Linked DNA regions of Zea mays: regions 1 and 3 are each linked to region 2. Evidence: chromatin contacts called from public Hi-C data. All regions are on one chromosome and are shown on one strand. The core of a region is the stretch at or near the end of the contact, and the rest is flanking DNA. Distances in the headings are between cores, read along the strand shown. Region 1 holds the start of LOC100193603 (Mitochondrial substrate carrier family protein). Region 2 holds the start of LOC100191894 (shikimate dehydrogenase 1). Region 3 holds the start of LOC100276818.

Region 1 (3,090 bases), core at 141-2,640, 180 kb after region 2:
CACCGATATGTTATTTTTGCTTCGTGGATAAGTATTTATTTGTTGTTCTTGTTTTCTCGCTAACGTATCTCATATCTTTTGTATAGAACTATCACTATGACAGATTGGAACCATATCACGATCCTTTCAACATGCTTGTATACTATCGCTATGAGTCGAGTTGAACATGTGAGTATTGTAAAATAAGTCGACCTATGTGTTGTTGTCTCGTTGGAGAGCTATAAAAAACTTGTATTTGAGTATTGCAAGGTTCGTTGGTTGTTTGTTGCGTGAGAACTGAAGTTTGTGGTTGAATATGTATGTTGTATGTTATTTTGGTGAACATATATCGCGTGGATCAATTAATATTTACTGTGTAATGTGAATTGAGTAAATAACAAATAAATATTGTTAAAGTTTTTCTTTTTCTGTAAAAAAACAGCGAAAACCATTGCATTTTCTTGGAAAATCAACGGTTTCGGGCGGTTTATCGCCGGTTTTCTATCGGTAAACCGCCACGAAACTATGTTTGATTTTGTTTGGGCAAACCGGACGGTTTTACCGGCGGTTTACCGAAACCGGAGGGGGCGGTTTTTTAGGCTCCAACGGTTTGGTAAACCTTGCTCAGGTCTAAATGAGATTTGATGAAGCCAATTAGTCTGTTTGTTCACAGTTTTCTTTAGTGGTGGAACAACTATATTTCTCAAGACTAGGGGTGGCAATGGATGATGATCTAAATATTTTTTCACAATTTCTTAAGACACTAAATAAAATCTAGTTTAAAAATAAATAGAAATAGAGGCTTGATCTGATCCTTAAATATTATAATATAAAATTTAGAGATCATTGACATCCCTACTCAAGATTTAGTATTCGAACCGTTGCAGACATGCCATGCTATGTTGTACGAAATTGTGATGCAGCCTATCACGTTACGCTTTGCAGTAATGGATCAAATTAGATTCCATCTCAAGTTTTTTTCCCTCTTGCGAAATAGAGATGGATTATGGATGGGGATGGGCGGATGGCAATGACGGATACCGCTGGCTGCCTGGCTGCACCGGGGGGAAAATGCAAGAGTATACTGAACTGCTGTAGAGCTTTGTTGCTGGCCGCGAACGAAAAAAATGGAATTAAAAAAAGGGGCATTCCGAGAATTGAACTCGGGACCTCTCGCACCCTAAGCGAGAATCATACCACTAGACCAAATGCCCTGTGATGATAGACAATAATAACATAAAATAGTATAGTATAAATTGTATCGTGACTGAATGAATATGGAAGGGCATACACGATTCTTTAAGCACGTTGAGATTGCGAATGACGCAATCGGTACCTAGCACGTGAAAATTCCTTCCGCTCCAGTTATTACGGAGCAATAGGGTGGTGAACTGGTGACTGGAGCTGGAATCGCATTTCTTGCTCTTTGGTCTCTCCAGAATCATCCTCCGGCCGAGCCTTCTTGGTCTACTCATTCGATTGCTTCACCATTCTTTCCTGCTCCTGCTCTTTGGCATTTTTTTCACTCCTCCCATCGAATTCTCAATCCAGGAATCCTCCCGAGATTCGCTTGCCCGCCCTTTTCTTTTCAAGTGGATCTGAACTTGGGAGGGAACCCCGATGCAGCCGCGGTACGGAGAAGCACGACAGCCGCTGCCGGGGCGGTACGCGCTGTACCACTTCGGCACCAGCGGCGCCGCCGTCGCCGCCGCCACCGCCGTGACCCATCCGTTCGGTCAGCTAGCTGCTCTTCTTCTCATCTGTTGCTTGTTATTTTGGGTAATTTGATATTCTTGAACTGCCTCGGGTTTCGGTTGGGGAAGGACATCAAGGAAATACGCATGTATGATTCGGCATTCGGGTGCTAATTCTTGATTTTGTTTTAGTTCCGCCAGTCAGAAATTCTCCCCTCTGAATTCTCTGCTTAGGCCGTGTTTGCATCCTTGGAATTGAATTCCGTTCTAATAATTAATTAAACTAATTTAGTTTTATACATAATATATTTGTACTACATTTCTACTTTTCTACTTGAGATAAGCGAGCCGAAGAGTGCGTTATAAGTTACAGCTTAGAAACATAGAATAGTGATATATAAAATCAATTTCCACCACCTCACCCTAATTTTTTGGATAGTCTTATTTAACTTTAGAAAATGATAGAATATCAAATTCCAAACCAAATAACTTTACTATATTAAATAAATTCTAATTCCTTTAAAACCAAACGGCCCCTAGGGAAATGCTAGTTGAGAATTGAGATGGGTTCGAAGGGATCCAAACGGTCCTAGGGAAATGCTAGTTGAGAATTGAGATGGGTCCGACGTTATAGTGTAGCAGCATATACTAATTAATTGTGCGAAAATGTGCCTACAAAACTAGACTAGGTGTCCGTTTGTTTGACTTTAATTTGTACTATTTGGACTATTCGTTTCGGATTAAAGCCAGTTATTTGGGTTGCTACAGCTAAAATCCATTGAGACAAAAACATTGTAGAAGCAGTAGAAGCCAGTTATAGTTCAGGTATACCTACAGGCAGTGGCGAAAGAGTACCCATGGGTAAGGAATAGTTTTGTTTCTTTGTGAAGCATATCATTATTACGATAGTTCTTGATGCTTTTCCCTTCCCGTAGAACATGCTAGGTTTAATACACCACTAGTTTCAGCCACTTAAAACATTTAATACAGGCTGACCCCCCCCCCCCCCCCCCCCCCCTTCAAGAAGGCGACAAATAGCTGCTTATCTGGCCTGCAGTATATAACAGTTGTGCGCAAAAAACCAACACCACATATGGATGAGGAGAATGTTATATTGAATTCACAATTTTGAGTAATGATGGTGAATTGGAAATATTCACGGTCTTTATCCTAAAAGAGCAGGTTATTGAATTCGAATTTCCTATTCTATGATTTTACAGGATATTTGGTAACTAGTACCAGTACTAAGAATCAAGTACATAGGCTTAGCAATAAGAGGAGCCCAGACACTAGACGTTTTGGTCTACTAGACTTCACCCTAGGTGTTATGTTGTTATGGTGGTGGCTAGTGTTCAGTGAGTGCAAGTAGGCCGCCCGAGGGCTTTGCCCATGGCCGAACAAGAGGGAAGGGGTTCCT
Region 2 (3,333 bases), core at 194-2,693:
TCTTTCAGTTTCTTCGTGCATTTCATGGATACTTCGTAGCATTTTTCCTTGGAATCCCGAAGTTCTTCAATGTTCTTCTGCACTCTGACTCTTTCCATTTCACTTATTTCTTGCTTAGCCTTCGCAAGTTCAAAATTTTCATTCATTTCGGCAAGCTTTTTTTTAAAATCTTCAACCTCGGCTTTGTAAGCTTTGGCTTGTGCGTTAAGCTTGGCTTCGCTGGTTTTCAGCCTATCCACTAAGGAGAGCAGTATTTTGTCTTTTTCAAAAGCAGAATATTCCTGGAGCAGCTTTTTTCCTTTGGCGAGCAAATCACGGAGAGAAACGAAATCGAGGCTATTTTCCTTGCTGAGCAAACCACCAGGAGATGTTGGCCCTATTAGGTTTAGTTTTTTTCTGATCAGCTTTTTTGACAATCTAGCTATGAGGAGAATGTAGCTATGGGAAGAATCTAAGTATTGTGAGGATTACGTGCGAAAAAAGATAAAGATGTTCATAAGGCTCAGGGTCTTGAAAGTGCAACGATTTGATAAATTCTCTGTTCACGTTAACTTTAAATGATTTTTATCGAATCGATTCTTATAAAACAGTGCTGAAAATCTGAGTATTTGACTGTCCGTAGTAGATTCTAGTTGACACAAGTTAAAAAAAAGCTGAAACAAAAGAGCCGTTGTGTCTTCGCATGGGCTCATGGCCCCGTTCTTTTTCGTCCTTTGGTGATTTGGTGGCACCGACAGAGCAGACCTCCATATGTATTCCTTCTGCGATTAGCTCATTTAGAATACAAATTTCTTGGTCGAGCAAACCAGCACTCTGCCCAATTCTTGGTCCTTTTCTATGCCCCTTCTGCGATTAACTCTGATGGTTGTATAGATGCGTCATGTTTATACATCTCATAATCTTTATTTATAATTGTCATTTTAAGATATAATAAATGGTTGTATGAATGTATGATGTTAGAAAATTATCTAGTTGCACTCATCAACTAAACACATAGAGTCGTCACATTCTATTTCAATATAGAACCAAACATAGAATTAAACCACTCCATTTTACTCTACTCTAAAATCAAACAAAAATAGAATGACTTTATTCTAACTGACAAACACAGAACAAAAATGTTGTCAAAGATTTTGCATTTTAGCCGTATAAACAAAATGTTGTCAAAGATTTTGCAAGTTGCTGCGCTGCTAAAGAACAGACATTTTTTTTTTACTTCTGGGTAATTCCTCCGAGAAATTGACGAACCACTTCGGTTTCATCGCAGAATTTAGGATCTTTTTGACCATTTCATCGCGCATTTCGACGCCGTGCCCATGTGTTCCGTGCACCTACAACCCAAACCAGTCAAGACGGGCCACGTCGTATTCCGCCGCCCAGCAGTGCGAACGATAGTCCACCTCCACCAGTACTACCACCAACCAAAACCTCCACTCTTCCTCCCACCAAGGCACCAACCCGACGCAAAGCCGCCGGCTTTCCCCGATGGCGACGGCGATGTCAGTTTCGGCGGTGTCCCCGCCCGCCGCGGCGGTCACGCGGCCGCGGACGATGGTCTGCGTGCCGGCGACGGCGCGGGCGCCGCGGGAGATGGCGGCGGAGCTGGCCGCCGCCGCCGCGCTCGGCGCTGACGTGGCGGAGCTTCGCCTCGACTGCCTCGCCGGGTTCGCGCCGCGCAGGGACCTGCCCGTCATCCTCGCCAAGCCCCGCCCGCTCCCCGCCCTCGTCACCTACAGGTGAGTTCGTTTCGTCAGCGCCTGGTTTCCCTGCCACAGGGTTGGTGGGCGTGCGGGGGATTAGGTTCTTCCTTCTCGGAGACACCTTTTTGGCGCATTCCGGTTCCAGATTCGATAGGCAATTCCAGAGGTTTAGTTTAGATGTTTAGCATAATTCAGTGGAGCAAAATGGGGGCTAGTTTTGGTATCAACATTTAAACTGTTAGTGTTACTAAGCTAAGTGACTGTTGCTTGATTTTTGTTGCACAGGCCCAAGTGGGAAGGAGGCGAATACGAAGGCGATGACGAATCACGGTTTGAGGCTCTGCTATTGGCAATGGAGCTGGGAGCTGAATATGTGGATGTCGAGCTTAAGGTTGGGTCCTTCCCTATTTTTCACTTCATCAAGTCAATATTTTATTGCACTGCTGTTCTTTGTGGCTTATTGTCTAAGCCTCTAAGGATAAACCCAAGGCTATAGGCTCTCACTTGAGTAGGGTCGAAGGAAAAGATAAACCGAGACAAGACCTTCTTCGTGGCTCAGTGTCGATGAATATAATCTTGTAATCTGGATGTAGTGCAATACTAGTTCATTAAGTATGTGAGAATTTGATATTCTTGCAACTTTCAACAGTAAGGGCGTCTCCAATGATCTAGCTCAGGGAATCAATTTTTTAATCACTGAATAGTGCATAGTGCAGAAAAGCAAGAGACTAGCACGGACTCAAGACATAATCTTGCACATTTCACGATGTATCCATTTCTCACAGCGTGATTTTGAAGGTTGCTTGCTGTGGTCTCTTTGCCCTCCATATTTATCAGCTTAGAAATTAGATCTAGTGCTAGCTCATACTGTTGGAGACACCCTAAGTGACACTGCCACTGATTTGGATCCTTGTCAGAGCCGATCAATTGTGAAGCTTGATTAGTTATCATGTATCATTTACAATAATATTCTTCTCATAACCATGATAACTACTTGAAAAAAAGTAATGATATAAAATATGTACTACAATATTAGTAAAAGAAGCTCGCTATTTATGTACTGGTAGTGTCAATTAGCCCTGTCCTTTAAATTAGTGAGGGTGAGTCTGGAGTTGATCACTGAATTGTATTGTGCAGGTGGCTGACAAATTTATGAAACTTATTTCTGGGAGGAAACCTGATAACTGTAAACTTATAGTTTCATCCCACAACTATGAGACCACTCCATCGTCCGAGGAACTTGCAAATTTGGTGGCTCAGATTCAAGCAACGGGGGCTGATATCGTGAAAATAGCTACAACCGCTACTGAAATTGTTGATGTGGCAAAAATGTTTCAAATACTTGTTCACTGCCAGGTGATTTAGCACGTTACTATTCTTTATCGCTCCATCACATGTGATTTGTTGCCGATAATTTGGTGTCATATTATATTGTTTGTTGTCGACAAATACATACTATTCATAACCTCCTAGAATTCTGCTACTTTGAGAAAAAAGGTTGTTAAGTAACATTTTTATCAAGTGAGTTGTACTATAAAAAACTCGTCCGGGGAGAGAAAGACCGCTCTCCCGGTATTATATTAAGAAGAGACCGAAACATGGTCCTGGCTGAGAAAATCCCTGAACCCTGGCT
Region 3 (3,543 bases), core at 613-3,112, 230 kb after region 2:
TACCTAGGAACACATGCTGCTTCACTCAGAGCATCAGGATCATGGATGTGCTCAGATTCTACATCGACTTGAGGGCAAGTCGAATTTTAAGGAGGAGAGAATGTTACACCACCATTGTCAGATACTCCACATGAGGAACTCCATCCGGGTGAGCGTGGAAGACACTAATATTCGAGTCGCAGGTCCTGAGTTGATGTAACTAACTGCAGCCTTGTTGTTGTGGTCCTGTCTAGGAGTAAGTCTCTAGCGTGTGGGGTTGTGTCCCTCGGTCACCGGTTGGTGAGCCATGTTCCTAAGTAGTCGTATATATGTTGTTGGCTTGGACAGTAGGAAGGGGCATGTATGAACTTTACTCTGAATGAATACGACATTTTCCTGATTCCTCTCCTATTCTCGTCTCCTACCTCTGCTCCCTCTCTACTATCTTCTCCTTCCATTAGCTGTAGCTAACACTATGATGATAACCAATCACGCCCATTGTATTTGGCTCAAGCAAACAATGTTGCAGGATGCTAGCCTGGCTCACGAGAATCCACGAAATAGCACTTATTTGAGACGGCGTTTAAAAAATAGCATCTGTTTTCAAGCAATTCATAGAACATCACTTGTTTCACCAAATTAATTCAGAAAAAATACTTCATCTATATTTTGCATACAAATGGACCGCATACAATTGGACCAAATTACCCCTATTTGTTTCATAGCCCTCTGTCCATAAAAAATTAAATAGATAAAATATACTAGTTCTATTTTATTTTATAGTGTTAAAAATACAAATAGGCACATATTGTTTTATTGAGGAAGAAGTCTAGATTAAACTATTGAACTTCAAACCCAGTTATCTTTAGCATTGAACTATTAAAATTGACAAACTTAGCTCACTAAAAGGTCTTCCATTATACTTCTTTTGTTCCTTTTTATTTGATGTGATTGTTTTTTTGAAAAAACTTAAGTCGCTCGTCTTATTTAAAAAATTGTGTATTCTTTAAAAACTACTCCCTCCATCTCAAATTATAATTTTGAAGTTCGATGGTTAAATCTAGACTTCTTTATTTATAGAAAATATATGTTTATTTGTATGTTGAACACTATGCTTACGAATATAAAACTATAGCTCATATATTTGTATGTATTTATGTTGTTCTTGTGGATAAAATAGATAAAAAAATAAGGCTACGAAATGATATGGTCAATTTAGTCCATTTTCTTGTGAGACGAGAAATAAACTAATCAAAAATATAGATAAAGTGTTGTTTTCTAAATTTATTTACGCCCCGTTTGGATCATTGGAATTGAATTTCATTATAATAATAATAATTTAGACATATATCAATTAAGCTAATTCGGTTTTATGCAAAATATATTTATATACTATTATTAGCAAGATGTCGGAGATATTTATGTGCTACATTTTTACTATAGAGGAGTGAGACGAAGAGTGTCATATAAGTTACAGAGTAGAAACAAATTCTACTAATGCATAAAATCATTTCCCACCCTCCACCCATGAATTTGAGATAGGTTTATATCTGAACTTTGAAAAGTGGTGGAATGTTAAATTCCAAACTAAATAAGTTACTTTATTGAGTGAATTCCAATTCCTCTAAAATGAAGGGATCCAAACGCCCCGTTAATGAAATTGGTACCGTTTCTAAATTGCTTAAAAATAAGTGTTATTTTCTAAACATTGTTTAGAATTAGTGCGTGGATTCCACAGCGTGGCTCAAGAAGGCGTGGAGGCAAGTTGCAGCCCCTCGGCCTGACTGGCCCCCCGAGCCAGGAAAAAAAAACAGGCCTCGTCGATTCTGTGGGCCGGAGCCATTGGGTTCGAAAAGCCCTGGCTTCCCTTTCACGGCCGCCCTAGCTTCCCCACACTGAGCTCCTTCGCCGCCGCCCTAGCTTTCCCGCGAGCGGGACGGTAGCCGCCGTATCCTCCTTCCTCCAACACCGAGCGGGTCCAGGCAGGCAGCATCCTCGCGCCCTGTCGTGTCGCCTCTGCCTCTGAGTTCAGCTCGCCGGCAGCCGCCGCCCGCAATGGAGGCCCTCCGGAAAGCGGAGGCGGAGCTCACGGTGTACGTGCACCCCTCCAACGCCAAGCGCGTCCGGCACGCCGTATCCCGCCAGCTTAGCGCGCTTCTCTTCACGTGCGTCCGCTCCCCTTCCCTATCTCCGTGCATCTCCTCCCTATGCGTTTTGCAAAGTTCGTGTTCCTTGACCTACCGTTTTCATACGCATCCGGGTTCGAATCGCAGGAAGACGCGAAATATGGGATGGTTGGGGATGTGGGAGTGGGTAGCGTCGCCTTTTAGCCGCTATAAGGCTTGAGTTCCGAGCAAATCGTTAGGTGTCCAGTCCCCGGAGAGATTATGCATGAGGCTATAGGACCCTTGGTTGATTCTTCGTCACATTCTTATGGCCACTTTCGAGCTGTCGCAAGCTTTCTGTAGCAAGTTTGATTATTGTTTGGCCAAAATTTCATGCCACTTTCGAGCTGCCATGAAGCTTTCTGTAGCTAGTTTGATTATTGTTTGAGCAAATATGTATGGTGCCAATTCATATCAGGTATGTGGACCGTTTTGATGGCGTGTTGCTGATGCATGAAGTTTCATTCCTTATTGGCAAAGACAAAGAGGGCAAACCCATATATGAAAGGAGTGACCGTAATGATCAAATTGCTGAACCCGTTTCTTATGGCAAAATCATGAATGGCTTGGTGCCATATTTCAGCGTCCAAGTGCATGCCACCCTGCTGCTGTTCTCTCCCCAGCCGGACATGATCCTGGGTAAGTTGGTTTGTTTTGTCAATTTGAGCACTAATGGTTGTAGTATTTCTGTAGACAGTAGACCTGATTGACTGCGTTCAGTATCAGCTCATGCCAGCAAATAAGCATGTTACTAGTACTTGGGGATACTACATTATTGAAGCTTTCTATACTGCCATTACAAATTCTATCAGTGCTTTTGCTAGTGACTGATCTGCCATCATATCTTGTGGAATGAAGTAATAACCTGGCCTGGTACTGATTTGAAATGCATAGTCTGATGTTTAATTGTTTGCTAACTTCAGAAGGGATGGTTGAAATGATTGGGAAGGAGTCAATTCATGCCATTGTATTAGGGGTTTTCTCAGTGGCAATTATGTCTGAAGATATTAAGTTCAAATTCAAATGGGTAAGTTATATTGAGAAAAAGAATGATATTTTTTATGTGATGGTTTGGGACTTCACCTTTTTTCTATTAGTTTATATTTGATTTGAAGGTTCTCTAGTTTCTTTCAGTAATTTAGTTTTCGTATATCAATGTCCTCTTTTCTCTGTCTCATAAATTGTATTCAGTGAAAGAAATATCCTTGGAAGTGGGAACAAAGAATGGATCAGAACTCACAAGCATGTACTCTTTAAAAATAATGTTTTAAACTATGATCCCTCAAGTTTGCCTATTTGTTGTAGATGGACAGCCATGACTTGTTTCTTATCTTTTATTACAGTACAGCTTTGAAGGTTTTGACAATATTAGGACCAATTTCAGGCTCGTTTGGCATGG

Evidence for each region. A called contact is a pair of places that touch in the nucleus more often than the background predicts.
Region 1: a contact with region 2 is called in a Hi-C map of ear, with 2.7 times the contacts expected there. The contact joins the promoter of LOC100193603 here to the promoter of LOC100191894 in region 2. A contact is called at or near these places in 3 of 25 Hi-C or Micro-C datasets (ear, leaf and tassel).
Region 3: a contact with region 2 is called in a Hi-C map of tassel, with 4 times the contacts expected there. The contact joins the promoter of LOC100276818 here to the promoter of LOC100191894 in region 2. A contact is called at or near these places in 2 of 25 Hi-C or Micro-C datasets (ear and tassel).

What each region holds. Positions count from the first base shown.
Region 1 is chr10:26,428,910-26,431,999 of Zm-B73-REFERENCE-NAM-5.0, forward strand. It overlaps LOC100193603 (Mitochondrial substrate carrier family protein), which reads left to right and starts at 1,391. Exons shown (of 5, transcript NM_001138706.1): 1 at 1,391-1,714. The coding sequence starts at 1,600. It overlaps TRNAP-AGG (transfer RNA proline (anticodon AGG)), which reads right to left and starts at 1,193; the gene lies at 1,122-1,193.
Region 2 is chr10:26,253,001-26,256,333 of Zm-B73-REFERENCE-NAM-5.0, forward strand. It overlaps LOC100191894 (shikimate dehydrogenase 1), which reads left to right and starts at 1,444. Exons shown (of 10, transcript NM_001137318.1): 1 at 1,444-1,736; 2 at 1,986-2,091; 3 at 2,838-3,056. The coding sequence starts at 1,486.
Region 3 is chr10:26,482,724-26,486,266 of Zm-B73-REFERENCE-NAM-5.0, forward strand. LOC100276818 reads left to right here and starts at 1,863. Exons shown (of 6, transcript NM_001150527.1): 1 at 1,863-2,144; 2 at 2,563-2,783; 3 at 3,068-3,171. The coding sequence starts at 2,035.